2 separate regions of the Acanthopagrus latus genome follow, and region 1 is linked to region 2. A link is a contact called in public Hi-C data. All regions are on one chromosome and are shown on one strand. The core of a region is the stretch at or near the end of the contact, and the rest is flanking DNA. Distances in the headings are between cores, read along the strand shown.

Region 1 (3,584 bases), core at 794-3,293, 150 kb before region 2:
AATGCTTACCAGTTGTGCAAATGTTGTCACCTTCAACCGCTTAAAGATTTCATCTTTTCGATATCTATAGTCTGAAAAATGGGGAAGCAAATAATATTTAAAACAAATAAATATTCTGGTAGGAGGGAGCCTCAAAGCTCTGATGACAGCCTTAAAAAAAATGTATTTAAGAAAGGCTGCTGTAGCTAATAATTTTGCACATTTGGTCCAAAGGTCGAATCACTGTGATTGATAATTGCAAAATCAAGTAAAACTGTGATGATTCTTTAACCACTGAATGCAGCTAACTACCCACAACTCACCTGGGTCTTGCAGATCCCCACTCTCCTCATCCCCCTCTAATGCCTCATTAAACCTCAGCTTTGCCCTGTCCGTCCCCATACTGTATTCCAGCCGAGGCTGCCACTACTACACCCAAATCCGGCTGCTCAGACAGTTTTATCTGTGCTAGGGATAATGGTATTATCCACAGTATGACATCACTAGCTCACACTTTCTCAAAGAACTCTACTGGCACCTGACCAGCATGTCTTTGTGCAGACACACAGGAATTATTGTGGACAGGGGCACAATCCCCCATTGGAGAGCGATATAATCTATGCCACTTATCCTTGAGAAATCAGAACAGGTCAACACAAAATGACTACTGTCCACAAAGAACGTACTTAACTGGGAAATACCAGTGGGTTAGAACTTCTCCGGTTTACCTTTTAAAGTAGAAAGTAAGAAACAGACTCTTAGGAAGGTTTACTTGGCTGTAACTGGATCGTGCGTGAGTTTTATACAGTCCTGACAAACTGGGTTATCTGATCCACCTGTCCACATTTTGGGAGAATGGAAAGTGTCTATAAAGACACAAACAGACTGAACCACTGTCATGTGTCCAATTGTGAATAGAAACACTATTCTGTACTTACTGGGTCAAACTGTGGTCAAAGGATTCTACACTGTATGTGTTTTTTCAGGAGACACTAAAGCCTGTCTGATAAATAAAATGCCCATTGCAGATGTGAATATCAGAGACATAAGTCCAAATGTTAAAACTTGGAAATAGGTGGTTTTGCATTTTACAAAATTCAGCCATCCTTTTGCACTTATTCAATCAAATGACATCATTAAACGCCTACCTCTGATTCAGGCTTGAGTGAGTTTTCAGTACGACTATGAACAAATACATTTTTGTTCAGAAGCCAGATTTGAGAACCCCAGACAAAACATACAACATGTTAAGTGAGAGAGCACATCAAAAAAAGAGCAAGACAGAGTATGATAAAACAGGACACTTCCACTGATCTGATTCCTCTTCAGATGAGTTACTCACTTTTTCTAATCTCCTCCAGTTTTTCCATATACTTTGAAAGGCTGCATCCTATTGACAGAAATGACAGCAACATAGTAGAGAGGCAAAAGGAGCATTATATATTATTATAAGCATAACAATCGTCAATAATCTGTAACACTGTAGTACACTTGTTCATTGACAAGATACCTGTATCCAGCCTTGTTTTGACATGTTGATATTTGGCGTTTTTCGGTATCCTTCTCCTCATGTACTACAAGGAAAGACAGCCATGAGTTTTTCACTAGATAGCTGTTTAACCCAAAAAACCTGAGCGACAGGATAGCAGATGCTAACAATAGTTAAATTAGCCTGCAAGCATGGCAGCCTTTAGAAAGAGCTAGCGGTAAACATAATGAGTCTTTCAGGAGCACTCTCGCTGATGTGGTAATTTAAAACTGACCACAGCTAACTGGCTAGCTCGCTAGCTTGCAAATCAACATTTGTTTTTGCTGGCTCAAGCTGTATTCAAAGTATGATAATATCGATATTGCAGTACTACCAGTTTGCGGGTAAATAAAAGTAAATAATGCTGTTATATAACTAAAATTACCTCTGCATTGCCGATGCCCCGATTGAGCGACATCTTTTCAAACCGAAAAGCCAAACATCAATTTCCAAGTTGAACAAACTCGTCGCTGATTTGTCAGTGCTGTACCTCGGACCAATCAGAGACGCTGGTACTGGGCCACTTCTGCCTCAGAGCAGTTTCATTTGATATGGCTTGCCAGTTGCTTAGCAGCGGGAGGACGCTCCACCTTAACGATAATGCTGCATTCATTTTACCAGGAAAAAACACAACCTATTTGGATGACAACAGCAAAAAGTTCACAAAACAAAGTTCCCGGCTTGATTGTAATGCATTGGAGGTGCTCACAAATTATACCGTTGATCACAATCTGTCGCCAAACGCTTACGTGATATTCTTGTTAAATTCTATTGATTTAAATATTGTAGTTATTATATATACACTTTATTTGAATGGTTGTCGCTTCTTTCGAGGCAGTAAGCAGAGCCTTGATTTGACGGACGTACCACCAAATTCCCCAAATTCAACATTTTCATTTCCAACTTGAATGCTGTCGCGCACGGTTATTTGAAGCTGCGAAATGGAATTGTCGAGTAGGATCCTCTTATCTCCTTGTTTTTCATATGTTTCATGAACGCAGCACCACTCTCCCAGCTGCCACAAGTGTTTTTAGCTGCAGAAATAGCGGGTGTTTTTCCGGATGCTCATATGAAAACAATACGCAGTTTTTGAGTGCATACAATTCAGAGTAAAATAAGTTTGCAAGAAGACCGCCGAACGGAACGCCGTGTTATCTGAGCTCGACAGGTTATGTCTGAGACTGCTGCTGAAGGCGCACAGTTTGACAGTCATGGAAGTAACGTCTCGCAGCAGCGGGGCGGCTAAACTTTCCCTCTGACAACATTAGCTGTTTCGGCAAATGACCACAATGGCGTCTGTTTTGGTAAGTAAATCTGTTTACACTTTCATAAAGTCTAATGAGTAAAAGTGGGTTTACACTGACAGCGTGCACTGACGCTAATGGTAGCCGAGTCAGCTAGCTGCCTACCTGCTAAGAGGATTTGCTGAACGGGGCTGTCAAAACACAGCTTGGGTCCCCTCTATTAATTCATCTCATCATAGTAGACTTGCTTATTAGTAATCCACTTTAAGTTCTTGTTGCTCAGTGTAATGTCTCTTTAGCGCTGTTCCTAAACACACGTCTGGTCTGCTCAGGCAGACAGTGTCCCATTCTGAAGTTCCTGCCCAGCCCTCCATCACAACAAACAGACTAGATTTAAATCTAGATTGATATTACATAATATTTTTTAAAGGGGCACTTTGTAGTTTTAGAGAAGAACTTAAAACTCAGATTTTCAGTATTTACAGTTTTGGATAATATTGGACAATAATAAAAACTCAGAATATTTTTGTTTCTGTAACTGAATAAATAATCTTTTCTCAGAAGAAGGAGGTCCTAGAACACTGTTTGAAGCCATAAAGGTGGCCGGGTCAGCCAAATATAAGAAAACATAAAACAGTATGAAATAGTGTTGTCCTTTAAGGTCAGCTAATTTATGTTTACTCAATAATTCTCTGCCAGTGGGCATCATGCTTCTGACAAAAAATGTAAAGTGAGTTAAAAATGGTGGACAGATTTCCTTCAAGTAGACATAAGTCTGGTCTTAACAGTCAGAGGAACTGTTTTTGTTTCATGACTGTGTTATCCACAGGAAG
Region 2 (3,460 bases), core at 616-3,115:
AAGATGAGTGAAAACACCTGAGGGCTGTTTGTACTTCAACTGCTTTTTTCCCCTCTAATGGGCAGAGTTTTTGTGAATCTGTGTGCTGAGCAGTTCAGTCAGTGTCAAGCAGAAGGTTGTCACATCCTGGCTTAGGACGGACTGCCATCTTGTGGACAAAAGCGACTTTACACCATTTTAAGTGTCTCAGCTTTTTGTGTGTTGTGTGGGAGATATACATTATGTTGAAAGGTTATTTCACAAAGACGCAATTTCAACCAACACAATCCAGCGCACAGACCGATTCTGGGGTTTTGACGCAATGTGAGTGTAATAATGTGCTTCCTTTGAATTGATTATAATAGTTTCATGATGCAATTGAGGAAACATTGTGCCAGATAGTGGAATTATTTTTGTCTCCATTGAAGAGAATATCAGATGGAGCTTTTTGTGCACTATTAAATTAAAAGGCCCTCACTGAGGTTTAAAAATGTTCCGCTCAAAAACATGTACTGCTCTACTGTCTTTGACTTTCTTCTCTTTCCTGTCCTGATCATCCAGGGTGGCCCAGAAAGTCTGGGGTCTGAAAATAAATTGACGGATGATTTAGAACAATGTACTGTACTTCTACTTTTTTTTTTTTTTTTAATCTAAAGGCTTCCTGGCTTCCTGCCTCCCTCATCCAGACGATTACAGATCAGCACATCAGCAGAGCTTATACCTGACACACCTATGGGTGCAAACCATTGCAGTGATATTTGCCATCTCTTTTAACTGACTGTCATAATCCCTCTGGATCTGGATTGATTCCAGTAGATTCAGGTCACCTGTTGTGCAGGGTGTGGACACTGGCTGCCAATTAACAATTTAGAGCAGCTCGGGCATTCCCCTCATAGCCAGTCATGGTATGACAATGCCCTTTTGTGAGGGCTTAAGAGGGGAGTAAAACAGCACACCCAGGTGATTCTTGTTCTTTCCTTGACGCAGCGCAGACCTCGTCCCACTTTATATGCGTCTCACTCCCCCAAGCAGTTGTTTAAACACAGTTTTTCAAATGATTTCACCATTTACACTAAATTTATAGTAGCATTTTATAGATAAAGCAAGCAGTAACTAATACAGGCTACTTATTTGTCACCAGTAGAGAAGCTCCCCAGACACCCTAGAAATTGCACAATTTGTAGTTACTGCATCAGAATAAACTTGGGGGCAGGGGTGGTGAGAGTATATTTCACTATATTTTCTGTTTTTCAGGCAGGTTAGTCAGAATTTCTTTTAAAAAACAGTGGCTTTTATAGTTACTCTTTCAAAAAGACAAACTGTTACATGAAGACACTATCTAATAAACAAACATTGCCTATCTCTGCAATCCTTATTGCTACAGGTGTGACCTATACAACTACTTTGTGTTTTCTGGCTCTGCACCATTAAGACACATAAAGGTTCTCCTCTCAGTTAAACCTCAAAGACAATATTTCTGTTCGAACGCTTCCATGGGATTAACTCTGCTTTGACACGATCAATACAGCAGAGTGTGTACAAGGAAGACTCATCAGAGCAATCAATGATCCAGTCTACAAAGACAATTAGTGCTGCTCGAATTACACCAAACTTTTGTAGCCTAAAGTGTCTCCATAAATCATGAAACAGAGAAAGAGATAATCTTTGGCAGTTGAGGTCAAGCTGGACTGCCACATGTGCTTCACAATGCAGTGAAAACTAACAGTGATTACTTGACCAGAAAAAAAAAAAAAAAAATCCTTCCTGTCTTTATTAAAATTCCAAACAACATAATTTGTTACCATGGCAAAAAGATCAGAACAACTAGTTTCTGGTCTCACCAGGAAAATCTCCTTCCCCCCTCTCTCTCTCTCTCTCGCTGCATTCTCTCTAGAGATAAACTCTCAGAAACAAAATGATGCTGTGCTCAGTCCGAATAGACTATCATGTCTCCTTAAAATTAGAATTACATTATTCATTGCAACGCTGTTTTTAATGAATGTATCTGCAAAGTTGGAAAATCCCAGTATCTGCAAAATATCCACTGACAGAATGTTTTTTTTTGTTTTCATATGTGCACATGGAAACAGAGTCACAATGAGGCTGTCATGGTGACATTTAGGGAATAACTAAGCATTTAGTTACGGTTAGGAGAAAAATATTTGAAACACAAGACAGGGTGCATTGACTTTTGAATATGTAAAGAGAACCACAATCTTTCTGTAATCTTACAGTTGAAAGGATTACCAGTTTACCATTTTGGGAAATGCTTGCAGTCTTTTTGTGCTAGCCGAGAATCGTGTAATGTATGCAAGAAAGCAAATGAGTACACTTCCTAAAAACTATCCCTTTGACCAAAATGTTTTTGTTCTCCGACCTGATCTGCACCCACTCACAGGATGCAGGAAATGAATCACGCCTCTCTTCTCGGTTCGTACATCCTCGACTTCTTCCCTTGCCTCCTCTCTTCTCAGTCTCTCCCACATGAGATGACACAAAGAGAGAGGCGTCCAGGCAACAGGCGCTTGAGAAAATAGGACATTTTTTGCTTCTAAGCTTAATTTTAAGTGATGACGATTAACTAGACAGTGAGGCAAAGCTGCCTAACCTGACTATTGCTTTGTTATTGTCTACTGCCGTGTTCTATCTCTGTCTCTTGTTAATTCAGTCCACAATGTGGCATAATGTGACACAAGTAATATCAAGGGGAAAATCCTTTGGGAATGCAGTTAGAAGAGCACCTTATAAAAAAGGCTACATCATTTTACATAAATATACAATGTTTAGTCCTAGTCACATGACTGTTGACACATTCTGACTATCTTTTATATTACGTGTATAGAAAATATAAACAGCAGTGCATCCTCACTCATAGCTCCTCTGGTATAGGGTTATTTTTGTGACTTTATTATGCAATCAAACACAATAGATTTTTTGCCTGTAGCCAATTAGTTAACTTTTGTCACTTTCTCATTTTAATGTTAAGTGTCGTGCTAGCTGAGCTCTCTGGATTTCCATCTACCTGTATTCAACTTAAATAACAGCAGCTGACAAAAACACAAGACCTATGAGGAGAGAGAGGGGAGTAGAAGAGGCATGAAATTAAAGAAATAGGAGCCTTGATCTGACCTGTGGTGCAAGCATGTAAAATGTGTCGACAGGAAAAAAGTGTCCTAATACGGCATCTTCTCAGGTCTGATCCATCCATCGCTAATTCAAATAACCAGGGGGGAATCAGCTTGATGCCATAAAACAATGTCTGGAAAGGACAAAACACCGGAAACCACTGTAAAAACAAGGTCAGCCAGTACGTCACATGGAATGCCCATTGTTGTCATTACACCTCACTGTGCGCCCTGAGCCACGTATCATTTATCCCAAGCCATATTTTTGAGTCTCTGTTGGTTTTTTAAATCAAACAGTGAAACTACTCATTATGTTACTCAAGATGCAATAATGTAAATCTGACATTACATTATGA

The links. A called contact is a pair of places that touch in the nucleus more often than the background predicts.
Region 1: a Hi-C map of liver shows a contact between it and region 2, with 4 times the contacts expected there. The contact joins the promoter of cep41 here to the promoter of si:dkey-106n21.1 in region 2. A contact is called at or near these places in 4 of 4 Hi-C or Micro-C datasets (liver and muscle).

Annotation. Positions count from the first base shown.
Region 1 is chr8:20,183,992-20,187,575 of fAcaLat1.1, reverse strand. It overlaps cep41 (centrosomal protein of 41 kDa), which reads right to left and starts at 2,043. Exons shown (of 11, transcript XM_037106755.1): 1 at 1,893-2,043; 2 at 1,490-1,553; 3 at 1,322-1,369; 4 at 10-71. The coding sequence starts at 1,925. poc1b (POC1 centriolar protein homolog B) reads left to right here and starts at 2,498. Exons shown (of 12, transcript XM_037106748.1): 1 at 2,498-2,811. The coding sequence starts at 2,788.
Region 2 is chr8:20,034,106-20,037,565 of fAcaLat1.1, reverse strand. si:dkey-106n21.1 (solute carrier family 23 member 1) reads left to right here and starts at 1,865. Exons shown (of 14, transcript XM_037105796.1): 1 at 1,865-2,409. The coding sequence starts at 2,339.